Regions from separate parts of the Rattus norvegicus genome. Here region 1 is linked to region 2. A link is a contact called in public Hi-C data. All regions are on one chromosome and are shown on one strand. Each heading gives the region's core, a stretch centred on a gene start, on an enhancer-like site or on the middle of the called end of the contact. The rest is flanking DNA. Distances are from core to core; before and after follow the strand shown. Region 1 holds the start of Stambp (Stam binding protein). Region 2 holds the start of Slc4a5 (solute carrier family 4 member 5).

Region 1 (7,153 bases), core at 2,938-5,437, 350 kb before region 2:
TCTCTTAACTGTGGAGTCCACTAGAATACTGTCTTCCTTCAAGAGGGAAAAATATCAGGGCACAGTCACAATCAAAAGCAAAATCAAACTCCAACCATCCAATGTCTGGGATCCACTTACAATCTTCTAGGCTCCTCCAAGGGCTTGGGTCACTTCTCCAGATCTGCCCTTTGTAGCACACACCTTGTCTTCTAGGCTCCAGATCCCTTAACACCCAATGGCTCTTCTAGCTCAAAGTTCCAAAGTCCTTCCACAGTCCTCCCCAAAATATGTTCAGGTTGTCACAGGAATACCCCACTTCTGGTACCAATTTGTCTTAGTCAGGATTCCTATTCCTGCACAAACATTATGAAGCAAGTTGGGGAGGAAAGGGTTTATTCAATTTACTTCCATGCTGTTCACCACCAAAGGAAGTCAGGACTGGAGCTCAAACAGGTCAGGAAGCAGGAGCTGATGCAGAGGCCATGGACGGATGGTACTTACCGGCTTGTTTCCCCTGGCTTGCTCAGCTTGCTTTCTTATAGAACACAAGACCAGACCACCAGCCCAGGGATAGCACCACCCACAATGGACTGGGTACTCACCCCCATGATCACTAACTGAGAAAATGTCTTACAGCTGGGTCTCGTGAAGGCATTTCCCACAACTGAGGCTCCTTTTTCTGTGATAACTCCAGCTTGTGTCAACTTGACACACAAAACCAGACAGTACAATAATTAAGTGCGTACAGTTAAGACAAGGCAGTATCTTTGTTGTTGCTCTTGTTGTTTTAGGCTGCTAAATATGAACTGTGTATAAATGCCTTTGTGAACCATGAAAGTGACCTATCATCTACATGCATGCTAATGGAAGGCATAACATGAGAAAACATGTTAAGATTCCCTCTCTGGTGTGCAGATTTCACTGCCATTTCTGGGCCCTCTTGCTGTGTAAAGAACATCAAATTGCCAACTCTGAAAAATACAAAAGGAAGCAAGGTGAATTGGTTCATTTCCCAAGTAAAACAAAACAAATCCACCCAAATCCCTTTTTTTTTCCCCTGGGCCTGTACTTTACCTGGCCTTCACTAACGTTCTCTTTCTTTGACTCTCTAGTTTTTGCCTGATCTTGCACCCAAGCATGCTACAGAATGCCAGAGGGTCAAGATTCCATGCCGGCAGTTTGCAGGCTGATGTAAGCTTGTTATAACTGCCATACCAGCTATGGCCAGGAGCTGTAGCTGGGCTGGTGGCCCATGCCTGTGATCCCAGCACTTATGAGGCTGATACAGAAGAATCGCCCATGTGTCTGTTGCTTGCCCAGCTACCTGGTGAGTTCCAAACCACACTGGACTGTGAGTGAGACTCTGTGTCAAAAGGGGAGAAAGGAGAGAAGCATCTTCAATGCTTTTCAAGCATGAAAGCTCCAAACAGTGGGATGGCCTAAGGAATGAAGGCATCAGACAGAGTATGGGCAGAATTCAACCCAGAGGGAGGAAGGCTTGCATTAGGTTGCTTCTGCCTCTCTACGGATTGCTTCTGGTGGGTGCAGTTCATTTTCAAAGCATCTGGATATGGAGAAGAGCCCTGCTTCTGGGAGTTGACAGGGAATATTGTATTTATGAGTTTAAGAATGAAAAACAGGTGGAGAGATGGCTAAGAGGTAAAGAACACTGGATGCTCTTCCAAAGGTCCTGAGTTCAATTCCCAACAACTACACAGTAGCTCATAACCATCAATAATAGGACCTGAGGTTCTCTTCTGCAGGTGGATATGCAGATAGAACCCTCATACTTTTTTTTAAACATGCAAAACAAAGGCTTTTCCAACAAACATTTCCCACAATAATAGAAAGAGTGGAAGAGAAATAAATGCATGCCCAACCTTTCTAGCCCAGTGTAAGGAAGGTAGTTATTATGAAGAAAACAGAAGATAAGAATGTTGGACCACATTGTTCCGAGAGGTGTGAGAGGTGCACCAGACCACCTTCCCCCCACTCCTGACCCACTTTAAAGATATAAAAATATCTCTTTCATCTCATTGTTTGGTCCCTGAAAAATGCCAGCAGTTCATTGATCTGCTAATTCACTCTAGTGGTCTTCCTTGATATATACTAATGTCACCTGTTAGAAGGGCGGAGAACTGATGCAACTGACTAATACCTTTATTAACGAACAATTAAAAGAAACATTGCAAAGCTCTCCCATCATGTCTGGCTTAAGCATTTTTTTAACAAGACAAATAACACACTGAAGATCTTTCCAACGAGTGTAGGAACTTACTTCCCTAACTAGTTTGTTCTTGGTTATAGGAAAAGCCTGTCTTCAGACAACATGGAACTTAGAACCACAAGCCCGTCCCGATGTTGCAATAAGTTTGGCCTTTGGAGATTGGAGCCAGTTCACTGAGGTGTGTTCTACAGCTGGAGATGAGTATCGGGTATAAAATGCACAGGCAATAATTGGGGGCAAATTTTAAGTCTTGGTGGCTTTTCCTGTGTTTGAACCAGTAAACTCGACATCTCCCCCACCCCCGAGTGGTGCTGTCTTTCTACCTTTTCGTCTCTTTCAGTCGCAGTGAGCTCACAGCAAAGAGGTCAATGCTGTGACCAGCTAGTTCTCTTTAGAACGCACTGCACAAACATGCTCCTCCTCAAACTGGCTCACCTCCTCAGCAGGGTCTAAGACAGGCTTGTGCAGTGCTGTGGTGCAGGGAACAGCCCGGCCTGGTGGGTTTCCTTCTGTATCTCACAACTGTAGCCTTTCAGAGCAGGAACTGAGGTTTCCTTCCTCAACGTTCCTCAAGCACTCCTGCAGACTTAGTATGATAGACACCTACTAAAGTCATGAGTGCACCCCATCTTCATGAGTGCACCCCATCTCAATGCCTTCTGCTCCTGGCTCTGATTGCCTCGTAGAGAAGATCTGGCCCCAAGAACAAAATGATCAGCCTGTCATCTCCACTTTTCACAGTTGATTAGTCCACCCCTGCCATCCTGGGGACCGTGAGTGAGACAGACGACCTTTCCCTCAGTGCACATCCAAGAATGTGTATTGAGTTTGGGACCACAAGTCATGGAGACGGAGCTAAGTAAGTCAGAAAATCTCCCTTCTCCTGAGAAACCGTATTTTAGGAGAATCCTACAGGACTGAGGACTATGAAGAGAGCTAAAGCAGAGCCAACATGGGCTAGTGAGAAGGGTCAGAGGGTAGAGGCACTTACTGTCAGGGCTGATAACCTGAGTTCTGTCCCCAGAAGCCGTCCCACAAGTTGTCCTCTGACAATCACCATTCTGTGGCATGCTCCCCACTCCCACTTCCACACAGCCTCACCGACCGCATCAACACACACACACACACACACACACACACACACACACACACGCATACGCACGCGAGCGCGCGCGCACGCACACACACACACACACACACACACACGAAAAAAATGTATGATTAAAAAGCAAAAACAAGACTGACTGGCAGAGGGTGTCTGCTTAGTTAGGTAGTCAGTGATGTTTTGTTTGAAACAGTGATGTCAGCTCGGCTGTGAATGACAAGACAGATAGCTATCCCCCTTGAAATATTAAATTGCTATTATTCTGATGGCAGAGCCATTGACAGAAAACTCAAGCTTCGGAACCCGACCCTTGGAGGCTCTCTGAGAGCCAAAATGCATAAGTGGGCTGGACTTAGGCCGCCGCACATACGTAGCAGATGTGCAGCTCGTTCTTCATGTGGGTCCCCCAACGACTGGAGTGGGGGCTGTCCCTAAAGCTGTTCTCTGTCTGTGGATTCCGTTCCCACAACTGGGCTGCCTTCTCTGGCCTCAGTGGGAGAGGATGAGCCTAGCCCTGCAGAGACTGGACGTGCCACGGGGGACGGAGGGAGGGCGGTATAGCCAGGGGTGGGAGGGATTATGCGGGTGAGGGGGAGGACTGGCAAGAGTGGGGGAGTTCAACGATAAGGATGTAAAGTGAATAAAAAAATAAATGGGGGGAAAAACATACTGGTTTGTGCTGCTTGTGCTGCAGTTCCCTCTTTCACTTGGTTTCCTTTTCTTCCTGGTTCGTTTTTCTTTACCTAAACGACTGCTGCAGCGCTCGCTCTCATTGGTGGAAGATTCCAGCCCCACCCACCGTTTCTCCACACCAAGTCCTAAATCCTTGGAGCGTAATTGAAGGAGTGGCGAGAGTGGGCGTGTCATCGGAGGTGACGTTTCCGGAAGCTCCGACTGTCATCCTTCAGGAAAGGTGGGAAGGGTCCCGGGAATGCTGCGGGACTGGGGATCCTGGCGCGGTGGGACCCCGCGGGGAGAGGCCGTGTGTGTGGGGTCCATGTCCCTGGCCCCGGCCGGCCGCGCGCGAGCTCCGGGATGGCCCTGTCTTCAGGGCTGGCTCCTGACCAGCCAGGCCTGTTCTCAACACTCCTTGCATTTTCGAGAAAACTGAGTGCCTTCTAGATGGGCGCTGCCAGCAGTTACTGCTGGATCCGATGCACAAGCTCGGCAGGGTTGCTGAACCCTATGTTGTCCCGAACCACTCGATGGCTTCTGGGGGATAGTCCCTTCTTTACCCACAAGTGCCTCTCTCTCGAGGTGCCTGGCATCCCATTCCAATGAGCTACTCTGGGCTGTGCCCAGTTCGGCGGTTAGGGACACGGGCAGGTTTATACTCACAATGCTCCCACACCCCTAGCAGCCCCCAACTTTTACTAGAAAAGGGAGTTTAGTGGGGAAACTTCATGGACAAAATGCCACCCCAAAGTTAAAGCAAGCTAAGCAGAATTGGCCTAGAGAAAAAAATCTCTGAGGACAGGTGAGTAGAACTCAGAAAAACAACAGCTAAACGAACCACTGTAATCTGCGGTTCCGGGGGTTAGGGGGTGGGGGACAGATGGGAATCCTGACTGAGGAATAAGGAATAAGATGGAAAAAACAAGACCTCTGAAACCTAAGACGAGTGTATTCTAGAACAGGCTGGCTAGGGTGTGCCGTTATCCAGTGCACATGGACAACCCCATTTCACCCCGGATTATGTGCAATGATGGTGTCACAGAGCCCAGAAGCAACATCTAGGAAGACTGTAAATTCCTGGAGTTTGGGCATCAATGAGTAGGAACTCCTAGAGAGTCCCACCCCAACTGAGGTACTGTCACTCAGCCGTGCAAGCCCTGCTTGGCTTGTGGAGACAAGTATACTTTGATGCTTCCAGGTACTAACTACCTAGCCCCGAAAACGGTGACTGTGATGGACTGAAGTGAAGGGTGGTTTAGTGAGCAGAGTTGGTAATATTCGCCCTAGAAAGGACCCCCTCCCATTAACCTCATGTTCAAATCTGAGGAAGTATATCCTGGTAAATACCACCATTTATTCTCTATGAGATGAAATGGTCAGTGTGAATTCACCAGGCAGTCTTTTTTTTTTTAACATTTATTTATTTATTTATTATGTATACATCATACAGCTTTCTGCCTGGCAGGTCAGAAGAGGGCACCAGACCTGATTATAGATGGTTGTGAGCCACCATGTGGTTGCTGGGAATTGAACTCAGGACCTCTGGAAGAGCAGACTGTGCTCTTAACCTCTGAGCCATCTCTCCAGCCCCTCACCAGGCAGTCTTCATGAGGGTGCAGTGAACACACTCTGCCAGGTACTGGGTAAATGGAAGTGGGTATCTGCACAGAGAAATGAGTAGAAGATATTTCTTAGCCCTACGGTGGGCTTCCTACTGAAACTGAGGGAGCCACAGGGCCATCCACAGTGCTGTTAACAGCTGCATTCCTTGCAGGGTCGAATTGCAGGACGAGGGTTTGTTTTTGATTTTTTTTTTTTTTTGTTGTTTTTTGGTTTTTTTTTTTTTTGGTTCTTTTTTTCGGAGCTGGGGACTGAACCCAGGGCCTTGCGCTTCCTAGGTAAGCGCTCTACCACTGAGCTAAATCCCCAGTCCCTGTTTTTGTTTTTTTTAACCTGTCAGTCCTCAAATCAAGATCTGGTTGTTCTTGAAGCCAGGAAGGATAATTTGTTGATAAGAGCCATTGTATGTAGTGTTTTATTTTCACTAATGTTTTGTTTGTCCGTTTTGTTTTTGTTTTGAGACGGGGCCTTTCTAAGTAGCCTTGGCTGTCCTGAAACTTGCTATGTAATCTAGACTGGTCTGGAACTCGGAGATCTAACCTGTCTCTGTGATCCTCAAGTAATAGGATTAAAGGTGTGCTACACCATGCCTGCCTCTTTCTAACTTCTTGGGAAGTTTGTGATACGCTCATCCTGTGCTAGACCACTGGGAAGCTGTGACCTTGACGTTGATGTTACCTGTTTTCTCTCTTCTGTCTCAGAACTCATCGGTCCAATGTCTGACCATGCAGATGTGAGCCTCCCACCCCAAGACCGGGTGAGGATTCTGTCGCAACTCGGTAGTGCAGTTGAGTTAAATGAAGACATTCCGCCCCGTCGCTACTTTCGTTCCGGTGTTGAGATCATCCGCATGGCATCCATTTACTCTGAAGAAGGCAACATTGAACATGCCTTTATCCTCTACAACAAGTACATCACGTAAGACACCTGCAGTTCTCTTTTTGGGTCCTGCGACTGAGATCTCTTGTATTCTGCCCCTGTGGTTCTCAGAGTTGCTGACACTAGGGTGCGTGACAATGTCAACCACTGATCGGTTCCAGAGACCTTCCACATGTGAGTTGTCCTTGCCATTGAAAGGCACAGGGACAGAAGGTGGTGTTATTTGAGTTTCATGAGTAGAAGACTTGTTGGTTCTCAGTCTGTGACCACAAGTCCCAGCTGTTAGACAAAGGAGCTGGCCATTAAGCAGGATGTGTCCGCACTGTTGAGTGTCCCGACTGCCCTTTCTCTGCTCGGGCAGGCAGTTACAGGATCACTGCTGGTGTGTAACAGAGCCCAGATTCCTGTACTCATCATGTGCCTTTGGAGTGGCATGAGATAGAGGTTTCCTTCTTAGCCACCACCGTAGTCACAGCCTACAGGAGACGATGGACCATTTGCTGTCCGTGTGACTCAAGCACAGTGAGACCTTTCCTGAGCTGTCCATTCACCATACTTGGGTGGGCAGCATAAATACATGATTTCGAGGCCATCACCAGGGGAACGATTCCCTAAGCTCCAGCGACAGGAGCGGTGTGTGGTCGAGGGAGGGGATGATGTGGCAG
Region 2 (6,918 bases), core at 3,462-5,961:
GCCAGCTTGCTATAAGGATTCCCCATCTCTACCTTCCAAGTGCTAGAATTACAGATGCCCACCACATGCACCCAACATTTACGTGTGTTCTGAGGAGCTGACCTCAGGATTTTACACTTGCACAGCAAACAGCAAATGCTTCACCTACTGGGCTGTCTCCCCAGCCTGTCAGAACGTTCTTAAAGTAAGCTTATGGCTTTGTGACGACCAGAGTCTGAGCTAGTTTGTGTTCTGTGAGCCTGGGTTGGACACGCCTGCTAGGACGTGGTAGACTGGTCCCACCAGCTTCGAGGACACATTGCCAAGAGTCAAGGAAAGAGACGACTCTCTGTAGTCCCCAACTAGGAGTGACGATACGGTGGCACAGAAAGAATTCTCAGACCCCTATGGGATCCACATGAGGTTTTCAAAGTGTCTTCACCTTGTTCTGGGTGTCTCCTCCTGTAGCTTGTGGGCTCCAGCTTTTTGACCCCAGCCTTCTCTTCCACTTTCATCACTACAAAGCAAAAGATGCACGAACTTCAGAACATTCAAAGGTACAGGGGGCTGGGAAGATGGTCCAGCCAGTAAAGTCTTGCCTCGCCAGCAGAGTTTGACTCCAGAATCCACTTTTTAAAACAAGATTTACTTATTTTATATGTGTGTGTGGCATCAGATCCCATTACAGATGGTTGTGAGCCATCAGGTGGTTGCTGGGGATTGAACTCAGGATTTCTGGGAGAGCAGCCAGTGCTCTTAACCACTGAGCCACCTCTCCACCCCCCACACATCCCAAATCCACTTTTAAAAAGTCAGATGTGGTACTGCACACTTGTTGTTCCAGTGACTGAGAGTTGGAGACAGGTTCATTGCCCACCCAGCCTAGCTGAATTTGAGGTTCCAGGCAAAAATGAGAAAGCTTGTCTCAAAACACAAGGTGGAGGGCATGCGGAGGAATGGTACCTTAGGTTAACCTCTGACCTTCACAAGTATGACATATCTGTGTCACGTTCACCTGAACACACATACACACACAAAATAAAATAAGATTGTAAATTAAAAAAAATACAGATGAGAATGGCTACCATTAATAGGTAGTATTTTGAGTGCTTCCGATGTATGACTTAATAGAGTCATTTTACCAATGCTATATTAGTATTGGTATCGGTGTTAGTATTGGTATAAGTATTAATTTTCTCTGCTGAGGATGCAACCCAGAGCCCGGCCTATCTTAATAAGAGAGTGTTCAACTACTGAACCATACTCGTCCCATTATATAGACATGGAATCGAGGCACCAAGAATTTTAATTACTGCCAAAATAAATAGAAATTCAAACCCAGATTGTCTGCTTTGGGAACTATACAGAGTTCTTAGCCTTAAGGTTTCTAAAAATACAGTTCTACCATGAAAAAATAGTAGAAATGCCAAACTTGACATTTAAAAACTTTTTGAACACCCGAGTTGATCGATAACTAGGAACCACTGGTACAAAAGGCTTGCTTTTGTTGTTACTGTTGTTTTGAGACAACACTCACAGTGCAGCACTAACTGACCTGAAATTCACTGTGAGACCGAGCTGGGCTCTAACTCACAGGTACTCCTGTTCCTGCCTCTTGGGTGCTGGGATTTAAGGTGGTCACCACCACAACTGAACAACTGGTGTGTTCACCACCAGACCTGCCATGTTCAAAAACTCTGTGCAACAGAAAGTGAATGACCAGAGCTGAGCACGGTGGCACACCACCCCGTTCATTCCAGGTCTCAGGAGCAGAGGCCAGTAGATCTCTGTGTTTGAGGCCAGCCTCGTCAACACAGTGAATTCCAGGTCCATGGGGGCTACATACTGAGACTCTGTCTCAAAAACAAACAAGAACAAAACACACTCGATTAATCAACGAATGTCACACCTGTAGAGTTGTTATCTATGTGTCTGGTGTGCATCCAAACAGATCTGCTGTCCTCTGGGCCAGTGTCAACGCCATATTGGTTGTTAGGTATTCTGAATATCACTGACAGAAATAACTGTCTTGCTGGAGGAGAGGAGGGCAACAGGGAAAGGCTAGGAGCAGGGTGTCTAGGTGTTAGTACAAAGGCTGACAGACCTCCAAGATGACTGCTAGTTTCCTTCACTTCCTCGAAATGATGGCTCCATCTCGTTAGCAAATTACCCTCTGCTGTTTCAAACCTTGACATAGCACATCTGGAAAGCCCCATATAAGGACAGTAAGGAAGAGTAAACCCTATGCTAAGAAAATCCCAACCCACTCCTGGAGGTCCCCCCAACATATCTGCTGAACAATTTACCTTGAAAACGTGGTGTCCAAAATCCCAGTGGTGGCCAGTGAAGTGGCTCTGGGTAAAAGCATTGTCCCCAATCCTGGGGTATCTGAGCTCAATTCCCAAAATATACATAAAAGTGGAGAGAACTGACACCGCAAAGCTGTCCTCTGACCTCTCCAGACAAGCAGGCATAATGCGCTCTCTCTCTCTCTCTCTCTCTCTCTCTCTCTCTCTCTCTCTCTCTCTCTCTCTCTCTCTCTCTCTTACATTGAAAAAACAGCAACGAGGAGACTAAAATCATTTACTCCAAGTCATAGAGCCAGCTCTGGTAAAGGCAGGATTCAAACTGAATTCTTTCTGTCTCCTAAGCTCAAGGAAGTAATAGAAGAGAAAGGAAGGGGAGAGAGAGGAAGGAGAGAGAGAGGGAGAGGAGAGGGAGGAGGGGAGGGAGAGGAGGGGAGGAAGAGGAGGAATGAAGGGGGTCCGGGATGGGCTTCCATCAGCCGCCCACTTTTGGGCTGCAGTCGGTGAGCACTGGCTGGATCCCGGTACTCATCATAGCCAGAGCCCCATAGAAGCTGGTACCTCCCTCAACAGCTCCAGCTGATTAGAGTGACTGCGTCTCAAGAGAACCAACCCCTACAACAACTCACTGTGAAACGTTATCAAAAGTTTTTTGCAATGAACCCTGGCACGCAGTAGACAGAAGCTCTCACAAGGACAGTTTTTCCTACCTCCAGGCACTCCCTTACCCAACTGGAGCCACCATATTCTTATCCACCTCAGATCTAAATCACCTTGGCCTTGAGCATGGTTCACAGTGCAAATCAAATCTTCTTTTGTCCTGAGACACTGGCCGGGACCATGTCACAGCGGCCAGCCCAGGATCCCAAGAATAGTCTAAAACCTTCCTGATGAGACCGATATTCTAAACTTGGAGGCTGAATCAATGGTGTCCTGGCACACGGACACCCCAAGTCTTCACCCAAGCAGCCATTATGTCTAGCATAGCAGGGATATAGCCACCCGTAAGGGTCCATAGCACCTCATGCCCGTCAACGCCCTGGTGGCAGTCATCTGCCATCTACCTACACGATCACAGGGTGCATTGACTCAGGCAAACCCATTCGGATATGTGCACCAGAGGCCTGGACACAGTCAGGATGAAAGGGTCTGATTATTAGGGAAGAACGTCAGAGAGTGCTAATTCAACCTCATCACAGGCAGCCATGGCTGTGGGCAGGAACCACCTAAGAGAAAGCTTTCGCTGCACTAGACGCTCACCCATTTCGTCTTTTGTTCCGTCTGTACTTTAAGCAATTTGACCTTTACAGTTAAGAATGTTAGACCAGACAGCATGGCGTCTGGTGAACCAGAGGACCTCAGCAAAAGACTTCCCCTCTGGCATACCGTGGATAATTTTGTCAAATAAACGCAGAACCGTGCCAGACCTTAGGCCGAGGAGCTAGAAACCAGGCAAGGGAAGGTGGACGTCGTTTCAGATACCTTGAGAGATGGAGGCAAGGGGATCTTCAGGACCAGCCTGTGCTACATAGCCAGTTCCAGGCCAGCCTGGGACACATGAGACCCTACCTCAAAAACAAAACAAAACAAAACAAAACAAAAATAACCACAAACAAACAAAAAATCCAAAACCAAATAAACAAAAAACCAAAACCAAACAAACAAAAACCCAAAACCAACCAAACAACAACAAAACAAAACAAAACAAAACAAAACAGAAAACGAAGAACGGAGAAATGAAAGGCCAGCTCTTGACTGGAGGCTCATTAGTTGTCCCAGGCCAGCCAAGCAAACCCCTACACCCCAGAAGAGAAAGAATAAAGCAAGAAAATGAAATGTCCCTGAGCAGTTGTCAGTAGCCACGCCATGCACCATATCCACAGCCTAGAAGCAGAACTGCAGAACGGATATCTAGCCACTAGCCTTTCTCCATCCCGTGTTAGAAGAGCAGGTGCCATCTATTTCTCTACAACTCTCAGGGGGAAAAGGCGAGCCTCAGGCTTCTGGGTGCTTCTGAAGTGTTGCCAGTGTCACACGCACTGGAAACACAAACAGAAATACATGTGTGAAAGATACTTGCTTCCTTCAGAGGAAAGCAAGCTGAAACGATCCTCCAGGGTTCTGAGAGCACAAGAGGCTCTGCTCAGCTCCATTCATCAGTCCAGTGGACTCTAGAAAGACAACTACAGTCTAATAAGGAAAGGCAAACACCCTGGGCTCACCTAGAGGATTTGTCTAGCATTCTGGGACAGTGTGTGTGCCTATCACACCTCAACACTCAGGTCCCACATGCGGAAAAACACGCTTCGTATATGATCCTGCTGCAGACATACCTGTGTGTTCTTAGCAGTGGACACCAGGCTCCAAATCTCAGGAAGACCAGAGCCCCTGGCTCCACTCCCGTTGGGTTGCAGAAAGGCTTTCTGTGGCTTCCAGGCTGAGCAGTATTTGGGGCATTGGAGATTGACTTCTGGGGTTCAGTAGCGGTCAGCCATGTGACTGGGGTGGGGGAAGGAATACTCCCGCAAGGTCAGGCACAGATGCCTGATTGGCTGGACAGACCCAGGTGGCAGGGGCTGACTGGGGACATCAACAGCCACGGGCAGGGGACTTCGTTCCCAATTTCTTTTTGGATTTCATAGGTGATTTTAACCTGGTGAGCATTTATTTCATAGTTGTGGTATATTCCAGCCTTGAATCTGAAATACCAATTCATCTCCCTGCTCACTTTTATCCAAGACCTTTTCTCTTTGAAATTCTGTATCGTGTGTGTGTGTGTGTGTGTTTGTGTGTGTGTGTGTGTGTGTGTGTGTGTGTGTGTGTGTATCACGCAGGCACGCCATAGTAGACATGCAAAAGTCAGAGTACAACTCGTGGGACTCAGTTCTCACCTTCCACCTTGTGGGTCCTAGGTATTGACCCTGTCAGCAAGTGCCTTTAATGGCTAAATCATCTCTCTGGCCTCAGATCTTTCGCTTCATTTATTCTGTCTTGGAGGGATGTTGTAGTTGGAAAAAAAAAAAAGATGATCTCATCCTACCCCAAAGTACCCATTTTAAATGCAGGGAAACTAAGGCCCAGAGAAATGTGGCATCACTCTGGAAACTGCACAGGCCTAGGCCTACCATGTGACCTCAGTTGAGACAAAGTTACAGCCCACTGGCAAGCCTAGGCCTACCATGTGACCTCAGTTGAGACAAAGTTACAGCCTACTGGAAAGTGTTCAACTTTCAGGGGTTTAGATCTTTAAGGACTGGTAAGATGCTGGGAAGAGATCTGTCACACTGAGGGTGCTTAGTGGTGCAGCTGCTATACTGAGAAACGGCGAGGGACTGATGTGGGCAGGGCTACAGACAGCACATCTGGGCACCATGTACCTCCTTGCCTGTTTGCTTTACTGCCTTGCCCACTAATACGGGAAAGACTTTATTTTATTCGCTGCTATGCCCCTGTTACCAAAATAAAGCATGGCTTGTAGATGCTTGTGTTCAAATACCAATTCAAAAATTGGGTTTGTTTGGGTTTTTAAATGGGTTCAGATGCCAGCTCAAATCTCTGTGGACCTTGGAAAGGGGGTAAAGACCTCTCTGTCGGAGGCTGATTGAGTCTACGCAGACATTAGGCCAGTGTCTGGCTAAAAACACTTCATACTGTGACACTCAGAGGAAGCTGGCAACATGTCCTGGACAGGAGGCAACTGGGTGGGTTGTCTCTTAGCAGAGACGGGGAGGAGGACTCCTAGCCTTCCTAGAGTCTGAGAACCAGCGTCCCTTGCCAGCCCTGGAAAGCAAGGACTGGGCCGCCCCTCCTGCCTAATCTCTGCTGCCACCTAGAGGTTATCCTCGGTAGCAGGCGGAGAGACACGAATTTCATTTCCCTCAGAGAGAAATGAGCTTTGCTAGATGGCAACCCCTTCCCTTAAGCAAGCCAGACCCCCAAGGTCTCCCATCTTCCAAGATTAACAAAGCTTCCCTGATAGCCATTGAGCAATGCTACCACTGGAAACAAGTAAGACCAGAAAGAACCTGAGGGTACCTGGATAGCTATCTCTGAGACACGGTCCCAAAGGGGACCAGACCAGGCAGGCAGCTAGGACTGGCCACTTCCCTCTGTCCTCCATCCAGGTTGTACTGGCTGAAGTAGGATACTGGGCTTTGGTCACTTCCGCCAAGCCGAGTCTTATTATTCGGGTCATGACTGAGGTGTTGAAGCTCTACTTCCTTGACGTGGTGCGTGCAAGGTGGGAGGGGCTATCACCGAGACTCACTGGCACTAAAGGCACTTGTGTGCTATTGATAGATTATTAGCATGTTCTGATTAGGATAACACATATGGAGGGGAGGTTTCTTTTCCAATGCAGCCTGCTGTGACAGCACATGCCTTTAATCCCAGCACCCTGAGAACAACGGTAGACAGATCTCTGTGAGTTTGAGGCCAGACTGGTCTGCATGGTTAGGAGATAGTAAGACCCTGTCACAACAAGTAAATAAAAAATATTAAAAAATTTTTATTGCAAAACATCTAGAAGTGAACTTGCCTACATGTGTGTCTCAACAAGAGTATGTGATAAACTTTGCTTAGGAATAAATAATAAGAAAACATATTTCTGAGTGGGGAAATATGTTAAATATTC

The links. Hi-C and Micro-C count contacts between places; a contact is called where the count stands out from the background.
Region 1: a contact with region 2 is called in a Hi-C map of Schwann cells, with 4 times the contacts expected there. The contact joins the promoter of Stambp here to the promoter of Slc4a5 in region 2. A contact is called at or near these places in 4 of 12 Hi-C or Micro-C datasets (Schwann cells, frontal cortex, hepatocytes and 1 more).

What each region holds. Positions count from the first base shown.
Region 1 is chr4:117,635,254-117,642,406 of GRCr8, reverse strand. It overlaps Stambp (Stam binding protein), which reads left to right and starts at 4,187. Exons shown (of 11, transcript NM_138531.2): 1 at 4,187-4,227; 2 at 5,455-5,625; 3 at 6,311-6,527. The coding sequence starts at 6,325. LOC120102321 (a long non-coding RNA gene) reads right to left here and starts at 245. Exons shown (of 2, transcript XR_005503662.2): 1 at 1-245.
Region 2 is chr4:117,281,087-117,288,004 of GRCr8, reverse strand. It overlaps Slc4a5 (solute carrier family 4 member 5), which reads right to left and starts at 4,711. Exons shown (of 27, transcript NM_212512.2): 1 at 4,619-4,711; 2 at 422-496. The coding sequence starts at 494.